2 separate regions of the Hordeum vulgare genome follow, and region 2 is linked to region 1. Evidence: chromatin contacts called from public Hi-C data. All regions are on one chromosome and are shown on one strand. The core of a region is the stretch at or near the end of the contact, and the rest is flanking DNA. Distances in the headings are between cores, read along the strand shown. Region 1 has its middle 66 kb from the start of LOC123426560. Region 2 has its middle 16 kb from the start of LOC123430216.

The links. A called contact is a pair of places that touch in the nucleus more often than the background predicts.
Region 2: a contact with region 1 is called in a Hi-C map of leaf, with 2.9 times the contacts expected there. The contact joins two enhancer-like sites. A contact is called at or near these places in 2 of 6 Hi-C or Micro-C datasets (leaf and seedling) and 1 of 1 datasets of contacts at active chromatin or transcription factors (embryo).

What each region holds. Positions count from the first base shown.
Region 1 is chr2H:437,574,225-437,581,341 of MorexV3_pseudomolecules_assembly, reverse strand. No RefSeq gene overlaps it. Among protein-coding and RNA genes, the nearest start is that of LOC123426560, 66 kb to the left of the region's middle. Within about 2 kb of position 3,536, at least 3 of the 3 cell types and tissues checked have open chromatin away from gene starts, as enhancers often do. A contact at or near this core is called in leaf, where this site is marked.
Region 2 is chr2H:437,742,710-437,749,591 of MorexV3_pseudomolecules_assembly, reverse strand. It overlaps the pseudogene LOC123426561. Among protein-coding and RNA genes, the nearest start is that of LOC123430216, 16 kb to the left of the region's middle. Within about 2 kb of position 4,486, at least 2 of the 3 cell types and tissues checked have open chromatin away from gene starts, as enhancers often do. A contact at or near this core is called in leaf, where this site is marked.

The sequences.
Region 1 (7,117 bases), core at 2,287-4,786:
TTCAAGTACGATAATTTGTAGTATGCAGTAGGTTTTCCCTCAGTTGAGAACTAAGAAATCAATCTGATGAGTTTCTCTAGCAGTTAATGAAGAATACCTGCACACAACCAATGAATGGGGAAAACCCTAGGAGTGGTCCAATCTTCAAAATTTGGAGGTGGATTCGGAAAAAATCTCAATAACATAAAGAGGAAACACACAAGAACAAGATTGATACCAGAAGTTTGCTAAAATCAGAACCAAGGTAAGATGCACCTCAAGATTGATAAAAAAACAAAGGAAAGGTAACTAGGTAGGGTTCTTCTCAGATCTCTAGGAGAGATAGGGTTTTGATAGACAATTCCCGCCTAATCCAAAGGATATGAAGGTCTTGGTAATACAAGGCATTCTTCTCCTATAGGAGGTCAGGATCCTCGAAGAGGAGATAAAGATAAGCAAAGGTCCCACAACATCTAATTTAATTTTTGACAAACATAGAAAATGTAGGAGGTAGTAAATATATAGTGGCTTGAGGTAGGGAATAAGTCATGGGTACAAGCTGACAGTGCGTAGAACCGGTAGTATCCTAAGTAGGGTGGAAAACACGGCTAGAAGTATCACATGTGAGTTCACACAAGGGGGCTACACACACGGCTAGAAGTAACAAACAGAATGCTACGTCTTCAATTCACCGTCAACTTCTCGGTTGCGGCCATTTTTTCTCTAACAATCCGAACAAATATTTCTTCACGTCAGCACTAATTTGAAGGGTTCAACTCCTTGGCCACAATCTTCTCGCTCACGTGTCTTCTCTAAATGTAGCTCATCCTTCTCTGCCTTGCAGATAATCTTCGGTGAAATTATTCGAACTTCACTTTAAATACAACATTCTCCTCGGGCTTGAATGGACTATTTCTCTCTATGTGCACTAGCAAAACAAGTCAGTTCATGCTTTTTTTACAACAATCTCTAAAACACACGGCGGCAATACACTACACCAACACACCCCTTATCCGAGATCCATCAGAATTGACTCTGTCACCGGCCTTGTTAATGATAGACACATAGTCTTCGTGCATCTGCCTCTAAGGATCAGGGACCTCGAGCCACATTCGTCGCCATTGAACCATTGTATTGATCTGAAGCACCTCACACCACATGTCACCGTCGCGAACATGGGGCTAGAAACCTTAACCTCACTGCCTCTAGGAGCGCATGGAATCTACACTTCAGCTCCATCGACTCTGTCCTCGTGGATAAACTCAAGATGGGACGAGAACCAAAAGACTAACCCAAAGATTAAACAGGACCGTAGTATGCGTCAACGCATCCCAATGAGAGAGAAAAAATTATAACCTGGACAACTAAGGGGATCCAATGCATGAAGGATTCTTTTTCCCACCATCGGCCGCTAGAGGGGTAGGTGAAGCGAAGGACAATCCGCGACTTGACCAATGATGTTGAAAGGTACATAGATTTGACGCCACAAGAAAAAACTCGAATGAAACCAGCGCAACAACCTCTTTCATTAGGACTGATATCTTGTTAGTAGAAATATGGCTAGCTCTAATCAAGATGGAAAATAATCATGTCTCATGTAACTTCTAGACCATTGGATTTTACGTGAAGATTCGTGATGATTTTTTATTTGATTAATCAAATAGTGTACGAGTTTTTTTGTCCACATACACATATACGTCGCCTCTATAAATGTACACATGCACATATCTTAGCTCTACAAGCACCTCCAAAACTGTTAATTCTTATTGATGCGAAATAACAAATCCGTATATATCCATCATCAATATTTGCCTTACACGTTGTTTTCACTTGCATATTTTTTGTCTTGCACAGCTCTTCAAGTCACCAACCAACAACACAACAAGTCGAGAATCTTGTTTTGATTCTCTCCTGCATTATCTTCTTGAGCAGTGTTAGTTATACAGCTACGCAGACAATTTGGAACACCCGTACAATAGATGTAGGTCTTCAGTGAGTGTACGTGTTCTTGTTTCCTCCTAGCTATCTAGTCTAGCTAGTGGATGTAATGGCATGCAAAATACTCCCTCCGTTCTTAAATATAAGTTTTTTTAAAGGTTTAATTAAGTAACTACATACGGATGTATATAGATGTATTTTAGAATGTATATATATTCACTCATTTTTCTCCGTATGTAGTTTCCTAAAAAATCTATAAAATAATTTATATTTAGGAACGGAGGGAGTAGCTACGAAGCATCGACTATTAAAAATATGTGTATCGCCATGCAGTACTTTGTCGATATTCAATACATCAGATACGACTTTAATACAGATACTCTCAAAGTATCGCCTTTTTCAATTTTAAAATAAAATAAAATAATGGCGATACGGGTATCCTTGAAGTATCGCCGTCCAATATTGCTCATGCATTGATGTATCTTTGATCTGTTCATTTAGGTAGTGGACGTGTACTGTATCGATGTAGTAGTTGGATAAAAGTGCTTGCTAATGATGTTGTTTGTTGGATAAAATTACTTCTTGATGTTGTTAGCTTGCTTCTTGTTGATTTTTATGACGTAAAATTACTTCCTGATGTTGTTGCTGCCTCTTATTGCTAGAGAAGAAGATACAACTATAAAACATGGTATCCTTTAGCTTTCTTCATCATCATTTGAGCATATGTGTATTTTTTGCTGATTTCAATTATCGTCATGCTCATAGATGAAAGTTTCTATATATTTATCGTTATGAGAATAAGAATCTCAATGAGGATTATGCTTTTTATATCGTTATCAAGAAAAAGACTTTTAAAACGTTGAAAGAAGAGCAATACCCCCTTCATTATTTGGCTCACTCATACAATCCAAGTTTACTTTTTATATATGTCTGTCATTTGACAATCTCGAGTTCTTAACTTTAAAAAGTTTATTGTTACGTAGTTATATTAATAGGTATTACAATCTAAATTGAATTAGAGCAGTCTATGGTTGTGTTACTCCTTTGATGATAGTGAAACTTTTAAAATGAGAAACCAAAAGGTATGTAAGCAATTAGTCAACCAATAGAACGATATTTTGATTCCATCTCATATATTTTATTATGTTAGTTTTTTAAATTATGATGGCTTTTATTACATGTTATTTTATCATCATTTTTATATATTTACCGTATCGCCGTATTATTGTTTTTTAGAAATTGTTGTATCCTGTATCACCGTATCGATGCTTGGTAGCAAAATAGTATGCCCAAAAGTGCACACCATGCGACCATGCGAGTTCTTGGAGGAGAGTTGTGCAGCTCATGGAGGCCGGGGGAGTCGCTGCTTGCCGGCCACTAAGCTCCCTCTTCTGTTCCTCGGAGGAAACGGATATACCCTGGATCGACTAGCTTTTACACAGCCTGGTGCTTTACCGTTGACGCGGAAATGGACACGACGATGCCACGTTGCTGAGCACATATACGCCACGAGCGTCTTTCATGGCGCTAACGAAACGGTACAGTAGCCGGCCCTACAGCTGGACCTGGACCTGGACCGGATAGGCCTACTGCATCCACCGAGCTACTTGTTAGTTAGAAAGCTCACGTCGCGTTGTTGCTGCCGCCGGCGATGCGTCGTCGCGAGCTACGTACATACGTATGGTCTACGTGTCCGCCTTGGCGCCATGCTCTCGTTATCCGCCACCACTAGCGGGAATTATATTCTGGTATAGTAGTACCACGAGCTGAGCCACGACGATGATGGCATCTCGTGATCTTTTGTTCCTGCGAGTAGGTTTTGGGTCCGTAGATTCCTGAGAGTGACGGCTCTTGCATGATAAGCACGAGTACCAAGGGTCATGGTGCGGAGAAAAACCAAATCGTTTGATCCGCAACTGTGCATCCGTCCGGACCGTCTGTCCGGACAACGCGGTCATGTTCCACACCGTAATTTTTTTTATCGTAAATCAAAGATAAAAGTGAAGGAAATTTATAGAAGTCCGGATACGAAAAATCTCGCTATTCGACAACCGTCGTCATTGAAAACCCTTTTCGGATCCCACAACTCCATCCTCTTCATTTTCTCTCCTTTTTTTCTATTGCCTCCACCGCTCCATCACCCCGGACACCACGCCACACCCTCGCATCCCATCTTCGTCACCTTCGGCGCTCCAGCAGGGCTCCTCGCCACTTCTTCTACGTCTCCGTTCAACCCTTGTCCTCCCACCGCCCCGCTAGGTACCATCCTCTACTGCTATTGTTACCATGCTCTCGCAATTGTTCGATGAATCGCTGAAACAGTAAACAATTGTCCGTTCTTCATTTTCGCAATGGATTCTGATTTGGAATACATATACGAGCAGCATGTCGAGTCGTCCGATGGCTCGTCGGACAAGGAGTACTTTGATGAGAGGTGATGATCCAGGGGTCCTTGAAGACGTGGAGCGTGCGAAGGAGATGTTCTCAATTTCAAGGGTTCGATCAAGGGTCATCGAGTGCTCAACCGCAACAGGCACGTGCATTTGACACTCATGGCCGACTACTTTGCCCCCGATGGACTATTTGTTGATCATTTTCGTCGGTGTTTCCGGATGCATAAGATTATCTTCGATTGTTTGTACCATGTGTCTACTTCATCGTGAAGAAGGACGTCTTGGAACCGATTGGCTTCTCTCGTTACTAATACGTCTCCAACGTATTTATAATTTTTAATTGTTCCATGCTATTACGTTATCATTTTGGAACACTTTTTAGGAAATTATCTACCAAATTATATTATTTTTGAGCAATAACCTATTGACCTGTGAGTTGCTGTTTTCTGCATGTTTTTCTACTTTTCAGGTTTCAATACCAAATGAAATCCAATTGACCTGAAACTTTTTGTGATTTTTTTCTGGACCAAAACAAGACCGTTGAGCATCGGAAGAAGGCCGGAGGGCACACGAGGCCCCCACAAGCCATCAAGTTGAGGCCGGATGGCTTGTGGCCATCTCGTGGATCTCCCGACCCCGTTCTTTGGTCTATAAATTCTTATTTACCCTAAAACCTTCGGCGGAGGTCCCGAAACAGTTTTTACGCCATTGCAAGCTAGGTTCTGACAGAAGGCCATCCAGAGCTCCATTTCGGCACTCCGTGGAGGGTTGGGGGTCGATCATAGAGGGCTTCTTCATCAACTTTGCTGCCCTCATAATGATGTGTGAGTAGTTCACCACATACCTATGGGTCCATAGCAGTACCTAGATGGTCGTCTCTCCCTTTGATCTTCAATACAATGATCATCACATCTTCGCTTTGATTCATATGATGTAACTCTTTTATACGATGCGTTTGTTGGGGTCTGATGAATTGTGGGTTTATGTTCAGATTATTCATGATAAATATTTGAGTCTCCTCTGATATATAATATGATTCTTATGTGCATTATTATGATAGCTTCATAATTCTCTCTGATCTACTGAAATAGTTTGGCCAACTAGATTGATATTTCTTCGATGAGAGAGGTGCGTTGTAGTAGGTTAAACCTAGCGAGTTTCTATATCCCAATGACGGAAGGGGACAAGTTGCGTCTTTGTGTTGCTGCTACTAAGGGTAAAACGATGGGGTTTATTCATTTTGGTTGAGTTTACTTTGTCTACATTATGTCATCTTACTCCAAGCATTACTTCCTTTGTCATGAACTTAATATGTAGAGAGGCAAGCATAGAATTGCTCTTGAAGTGAAGTAATAGTGATAGGTGTAGTGAGGAGTCGGCCTATTTATTTATGGACATGATGCCTATATTTCCATGATCATTACCGTGAAAATCGCATAACTATTTGCTCTCATGTCAATTGCCCAACAGTAACTTTTTTACCCACCGTGTGCTATTTTCATGAGAGATGCCATTAGGGAAAGCTATGGCCCCGGGTCTATTCACAACATATTGCTACAACCTTCAACACCTTGCTGCCATTTATTTTCATTTATTTTATTTTTCATTTTACAATTATCTACAGTTATCTACACACCTCATTCGCTTGCAAATAACGAGACCAAGGGGATTGACAACCCTCTTGCCCGTGTTGGCTGCAAGTTGTTTGTTCTTTTGTGTGCAGCCGCTGAAGACGGTTGTGGTTGATATTCCTATTGGTTCGATAACCTTGGTTTCATGACCGAGGGAAATATTTACCCATTTTTTAATGCGATAACCTGTTCCTCTTCACGGAAAACCCAACGCAGATCATGAGTATCACGAAGGATTTCTAGCGCCTCTGCCGGGGAATATATTCACCAACTATCAAGTAACTCCACACAAAATTTCATTCAATTGTTCCTCTTTTTATTTGCTGGTATATTTAGTTTGTTGCATTAAAAAATGAAAAATACAAAAAATAATATCTTTGCTTGTTTAGCTTGTCACTAGTTTGCGTCTTTGCTCTCTACTTTACTTGCCTAGTTATGCTATCTTCATCTTTGTCACACACTAACAGAAAATGAAAAGCAAAAATAAAGATAAATGGATCCTCATCCCTAGCTAATCTTTTGAGAAGACCCTCTTATGTTGAAACAATTGCTAATGAGAGTGCATTAGATTATCTTTATGAGGTCTTGCTTGAAAATCATGAATCTAAAAATTGTGAAATTTACAAAGTGATTCATGATAGTTCCTTGACTGAAAAGCATGACTTCTATATGTTGAATTTTAATATGATCCTACATGTAATCATTATGAGAGAGGAAAATATGGTTATAGAAATTTTCATGTTACTCACTTACCTCTCTTGATATTCAAATTGTTAATGCTTCATTCTTCCTACTAGCTTATGCTAGACACTTCTTGTCTTGATAAATTGTTTGCTTATAAAATGCCTATGCATAGGAAGTATGTTAGACTTAAATGCTATTGTCACATGTTTTATGATGCTCTCTTTGTGATTCAGTTCTTTTCTTTTATGTGAGCATCATTGAAATTTTAAGCCTATCTTAATGGCTATAAAGAAAGAGCTTGTTGGGAGAAAACCCAATAGTTATAATTCATTCCTATTAGTGTGTGATAACATGATTATTTACTTTTAATAATTTGTGTTTTTATGTTTAATTTGTGTTTGTTCCAAGTAAAGCCTTTGGGATGATTTGCATGATGAGTAGAATTGATACGGTGCAAAAACAGAAATTTTGACGACCACTACACAACTTCTC
Region 2 (6,882 bases), core at 3,237-5,736, 170 kb before region 1:
TCATCACCATCTGCAACCCGCCAGTCAACTCCCTCTCCATCGATGGTAATAGTACCGTACCGGCAGCACCCATCCTCGTCTTCGATCCCATCCCAGATTGCTCTGCCTGTTTTCTCTTCTCTTTTCTGTTGAATTCTCCTTTGTGCTTGATGGGGGGGGGGGGGGGGGGGGGGAGCGTGATTCGCTGCCAAGAACTGTGTCGCTAGGCTTAATTTTGCCTCCGTGATTCAAGATTGGGGGGCTTGTGTGTTGTTGGTGCAACTTTCCGGTGGAGGCGCACACGCACAGCCACAGACACAGGTAATCAACGCCGGCCGGCGAGATTCCAGGTCGGAGAGAGAGAGACACACACACATACATACACAGCTAAAACAAGGATTTGCTCCTTCAACATTGGGGATTTTTTTTCTCCCAGCTCACTCTGCTTTGCTGGGTAGAGGAACTTAGTAGCAGCTCAGCGCTTTACAGAATCAGAAATTTAGTTGTGCGCTTGTGTGCGTTGCTTTTTGCGTGATCTAACTGCCGCTTATAGTCAAAACTGTTCTTGTCACCTGCTAGGATGCTGTTACAACAACTATGCAACAGGTAACAATTCAAATTGACTGTTTCGCCAATTCTTTGAAGCAAAATCACATGGCATTCTACAAACCATCTGTGGCTGATGACCACAGGTTTATGCACCGAACAATTGGCCGACATTAGCGCAAGTTGTTCTCCTCCTAACATAAGCATTCGTAGGATAGTTAGCTGGAATGTAATTAGAAGCTATTGCCTCTGAAGATTATATAAAATATTATTGACAAATCTTTTGGTGATGTTAGTCTTCACCATGACTTCTTCTTTCTTTCAGTACTGCTAAGCTTAAAGGAAAGCTATGAAGAAGCTCTTCAGAGGAAGGATGTCAAAGCTATTGTTGTTACAGGTATTTGTCAGTTCTTTTTTCTAGGCAACTGAGGGCGCAGCCTGACCCACCTTCTCCATGCCCGGGCGCGCTAGCTGTCCCCATGTCTGTGCATTTGAAGAACCAAACATAAAGTGAAGTGGCTCTTAAACCATGCACTTTCCTGTTAGTTTTGTACTTCAGCACAGAAACTGCTTAATGTAATATTTGTGGTTTTTTAAACACCCAGAAATATATTAGGGCTCATCACTTGTCAACTTGTTGTGTCAAACTAGCTTGCAGGCTCTATGCACACTAAAACAACCATACTTCTCATAATACGAGATGGGTACTGCATCCGCATCATGGATGTTTTGTTTGTGATCCCTAATTTATTTAAATATGAATGATATGGACTCCACTGTTGCTTTGTATCTTTTCTGTCATATGCTTACCCCCAATATGAACTAGATTTTCAATGTGATGACCCATATGCATAATTTATAGGAACGCAGCGACTCCCACGTCTTGTTGGACTGACAAAGTCACTTGAAATGGTGTTGGTAAATACTGCTTTGGAGCCTGTTTTCTTTTCTGTGACTTAACTGGTTTAAATTCAACCACTTCACCTAACTAAACAACCCATTTGCATCAGCTATCCAAGCCAATTAAGGGCGAAGAGGCACACCAACTGGGTCTTGTTGATGCCTTGGTTTCTCCTAATGATTTGGTGAATACTGCTCGTCGTTTGGCTTTAGATATCTGTGAGCTCAGAAAGCCATGGATCAAAAGCCTTTACAAGACCCACAAACTAGAACCCCTTGGTGGAGATTCTCAAGTTTGCAAGGGCTCAAGCTCGAAAGCAGGCTGCAAATCTTGAACACCCACTTATTTGTAGCGATGTCATTGAAGAAGGTATAGTTTCAGGACCTCGAGCTGGGCTCTGGAAGGTACTTGATGCTATTACTGCTACTTTATTTAATTTTCCTGTTATGAATACAGAATTTTGGATTCACTTCTGTAATGTACATGCAGGAAGCAAACGCATTCCAAGGCCTTCTTTTCTCAGATACATGTAAAAGCTTACTTCAGGTATTCTTCTCTCAGCTTGCAACATCAAAGGTATGAAGGACATTTTTTCTAATTGTTACTATCAAATTACACCATGTCTTAATCCTCTAAAATATGCGACAGGTTCCTGGTGCTACAGACTTGGGTTTGATGCCTAGGAAAATAATGAAAGTCGCCATTCTAGGTGGTGTGCTTATGGGTTCTGGAATTGCTACCGCAATGATACTGAGTAACTATCCTGTGCTGCTGAAAGAAGTAAATGAGCAATTTCTGAATGCTGGAATTGACAGGATCAAAGGTACTACAAATAGGATTCAGCCTCTCCATATCTTACTTTTTCTGGGAATCTCTTACGCTGCATCTTTGTAAATTTTTTTATTTCACTGGTTCGCTCCACCAACCAATTTGCAGAGTCGTGTGAGGAAAGAAAAAATGACAGAGGAGAGATACGAGAAGGCATTGTCTCTTCTCAGTGGTGCCCTTGGTTATGAAAAGTTCAAAGAAGTGGACTTAGTTATCGAGGCAAGTATTAAACCTTATTAATGACCTGGAATTAATTATAGTTAGCTATTTATGCTTAACTCTGTTATTTCTCACAATTGCAGGCGGTTATTGAGAATGTGAAGTTGAAGCAGCAAACATTTGCGGACTTGGAGAAGTACTGCCCTTCCCATTGCATCCTTGCTACCAACACATCTACAATTGATCTTAATCTAATTGGAGAGAAAACAAAGTCCCAAGACCGTATTGTTGGTGCACACTTCTTTTGGTAATGCAGCGTATATTGATTGATGTACAGTAATTCTGGATGTACATCCATTAATTGATTGCACTACGTATGCAGTCCTGCGCATGTGATGCCACTCCTGGAAATAGTTCGTACCCAGCACACTTCAGCACAGGTTGTTGTTGACTTGCTGGATGTCGGGAAGAGGATCAAGAAGACACCAATAGTGGTTGGGAATTGCACTGGTTTCGCAGTCAACAGGATGTTCTTTCCTTACACCCAGTCAGCACTCCTGCTTGTTGATTATGTTATGAATGTTTACAAGATTGATCGTGCATGTACCAAATTTGGAATGCCCATGGGTCCATTCAGGTCAGATAAACAATTCTGTATCGTTTTCCTGAATATATATACGCTCCTACGACATTCTTAACATTTTGTATGATAGTTTCTGAGTGATGCCAGATGGACTCAGTCTAGCTGCTAACTATTTTATGTATATATATGCAGGCTTGCTGATCTTGTTGGTTTTGGTGTTGCTGTGGCTACTGGTATGCAGTACCTTGAAAATTTTCTGGACAGAGTCTACAAGTCCATGCTAATCCCTATTATGATGGAGGACAAAAGAGCAGGTAAAATTTATCAAACAACACCAGTATATCATGCATATTTGTTCTTTTGCAGTTAATGTTTGTACATTGTACTGGTTTCTGAAATGTGTTACCATGATTGACCAACCATTCATGTAGGCGAAGGCAGTCGGAAGGTATTTTACAAGTACGAGGATAAGAGGAAGGCAACTCCTGATCCTGAAATTATGACGTATATTCAGAAATCTAGGAGCATGGCAGGAGTCACTCCAGACGCTGAGGTTTGGTTTGGTTCATCTTTTGATTTTTGGCTAATATCTGTTGTATTTTCTTGCAAAATAAACAAGTTGCTCTAGTGCTAAAACTTCCTGCATAAACATGTCAGTTGATGAAGCTAAGTGACAAGGACATAGTTGAGATGGTGTTCTTCCCGGTCATAAACGAAGCGTGTCGTGTCCTTGATGAGGGCATTGCAGTAAAGGCGTCGGATCTTGACATCGCCTCAATCTTTGGCATGGGATTCCCACCTTACAGGTGCCTCTCACTATGAACCCTACAGGTCCTATTGTAGAGATTTACTAGCAACTACTTACTTGCCTGTGGTGTAAAATATTGCAGGGGAGGGGTCATGTTGTGGGGAGATTCCATCGGTGCAAAATACATCCACGAAAAGTTGCAGCTGTGGGCGAAGCGGTACGACAGCTTCTTCGAGCCTTGCTCCTACCTCGCCGAAAGAGCGGCGAAAGGGATTCCTCTGGTGAGCACGAGTGCCATTTCGTTTCAGCTGAAAACTTTAATGCCCATTTTCCCCACTAAAGTGTCGTAGTTTCTATTTGTTTCAGCCAGAATGAGAGCCAATTTTAGATCGCCAATTAATTCTTGTTCTGATATAGTGAAATGTGATACATTTGTATAATGTTGCTTTTCATGTGCAGAGTGCACCGGCAGCAAGTCAGGTCAAGGCACGACTATAGATGGTGGTAGGTCCGGTGTTTCTGTCAGCTGAAGGAATTATGTCACCGAGTAATAATGCACGATGAAGGTGGTGATTAGTGGAAGGAGCTGAATAATAATAACAACACGTGAGCTGTATATTAGGACGCACAGGAAAACGTAATCAATTGTGGTTGGACCCTTGAATGAGGTTTATGTAATATGTGCAATTGATTTTTACTATTTTTTTGTTACACCCCGAATCCGTCCTGAAACAGTGTGAATGTCTAAACCTGAATTTCTGGAACAGAGTGTGCTCAATGTGCTGGTATGCTGAATCTGAACTACACAACCTGAACCTGAACTCCCTTTTTCTTAGTCATTCTCGCAAAGCTTTATCCATCCAGCCATGATGTTTATACAGGAACTAACGTAGGATCAGAAGTATGGCCTAAACAGACATGGCGGCCAATACCAAGAGAGAGAGATTTGCGACGAGGTTGTGAGCTTCAGAATTAAAGTTTCTAAGCTCATGAGTAAAGCTACATGAAGAACATATCCCTTTGCATTGAGACCTAGCCAGTTTTCTCTTGACCTGACCTTTTTGGCCGATCAATGCAGCTCCAGTCAGAAGGTGGAGCGTGATTATGAATGTGAAGCCGCAGAACATACCCCCACCGTCTTTATTTACTTTACATATTAGTTTTTCCACAAGAGTTTGATCAAGTTTATAGAAACAACATGAACATTTACAATAACAAATCTAATGGTACTGATTTAACATTGTACCATGTTAATAACTTTTTCTATAAAGTCGATCAAAGTTCATAAAATTTAATTGAAGGCAAAGCTAAATAGATCTATACCTAATAATAAAGCGGCTATTGCTTCCGTCGAAAAACCCACCGCGGCATTTTTATAAAAAAGCCCCTGTATTTTTTGTTATTCAACCCGCGCTCCATCATTCATCTGCAACGCAAAAGGAAAAAATGATTCGCTGCAAAAATTATACCCGTACGCATCGCCTCCTCCCGTCGACCCTGGGGCACCCTGGCCTGTGCCCGTCGCCACACCACTCGCCGCCGCGGCCGACCTCAACCGCCACCGCTGCCGATCTCAACCCACCCGCCTCCACGGCCGTACCTCTCCCCGCTCACTGCCCCCATTGCGGCGCTCGAGCGCATCACGTCGACCCTGGTCCACCCTGGCCTGTGCCCAGGCCGCTGCCACACCAATCGTCGCCGCGGCCGACCTCAACCACCACTGCTGTCGATCTCAACCCACCCGCCTCCCCGGCCGTACCTCTGCCCGCTTGCTGCCCCCGTTTCGGCGCTCGAGCACAACTTCCGATCAAATCAACGCGACAACTACAGTGACTGGGGATGATGCGTCTGCTCGATGCAGAACGGCGGTGGCGCGCGGATAAGGCATGGCGGAGCGAAGTACTTGCAGGTGGAGGCGGGCCTTCATGGCTCACACGGGGAACTCCGAGGTTATGGCGCGGCAACGGCGACTCCTTATGGCCAGATAGAGGCGCCTAACCCTTTCTCCCCTCATCGTATCCCCTCCTCCGGCAGGAACTCATCATCTGATGAGATCCCCTTCCCATGCCTCCAGCCGTGTGCCAAGCATGTGGTATTTTTTTTTCTTACGCTGCAACGCACGGGCCCTTTTGCTAGTGTTGTCAATATTAAAATAAACATGACAATCAAAATACTCATACATGATAATTACTCCATGCATTGTTTAGTATCATATAACTAAACTAAAATTGATAATTTTCATCATGCTCATGCAAATATAAATTGGCACATATTCCTAATTTGGTTTCACTACGAGCATATATTCTATGCCTTGATAGTAATAATACAAATAAAGAAAATCATCGTGCTTCACTCGGTTATGCTACGCGTGGTCATATCACTACACGCTGATAGTAATAATACGAGTGAAGTGAAACTTAATCAAAATACCCATGTCACTAGTCCCTCATATAAAACTAGTGTACCAACATAAGTGTTAGAATCATATTATACCGTTAAAGTGCATATGCATATATGCAATGGAAATGTGACACACTTATAAATTGACATATGCTTCGAGTTTGGTTACACCACAAATATATACTCAGTACTTTACTGGTGATAATACAAGCAATAATAAATTACTAAACTCCTCTTGGTGAGGCTACACATGGGCACAATGTTGATACATGATGATAGTACTAATACAAGTGAAACCAAACTTTATAAAATATTCTCATAAATCTGAAATCTAAGATCACATAAATATTTAACTAGTTCTATATGATATAGTTAAGAACTAGTATGGTTAAGGTGCATGGAGGCAATCAACTTTCATGTCAAAAAGATAATCCCATATAAATTGAAATCAAATCATGAGCTCTATATACAAATGCATGTATAAAACCAGCTTATATGTTATAAGATAACCTCATATAGATCAATATTAAACCATGCACTCCCCTCATATAGGTGCATATGCCCATAAAATTAAATGATAACTAGGATCATAGCCTATGTTACTTGCACTAAACATCACTTAGTGCATCATCAATTTCCATATAGCCTCCTCATATGTGGTTTCACAAAATATATCTGTTATCATAAAGTGAACACATATTCCCTAAATTCCACGCATTCATACAGGAATCGAATGCA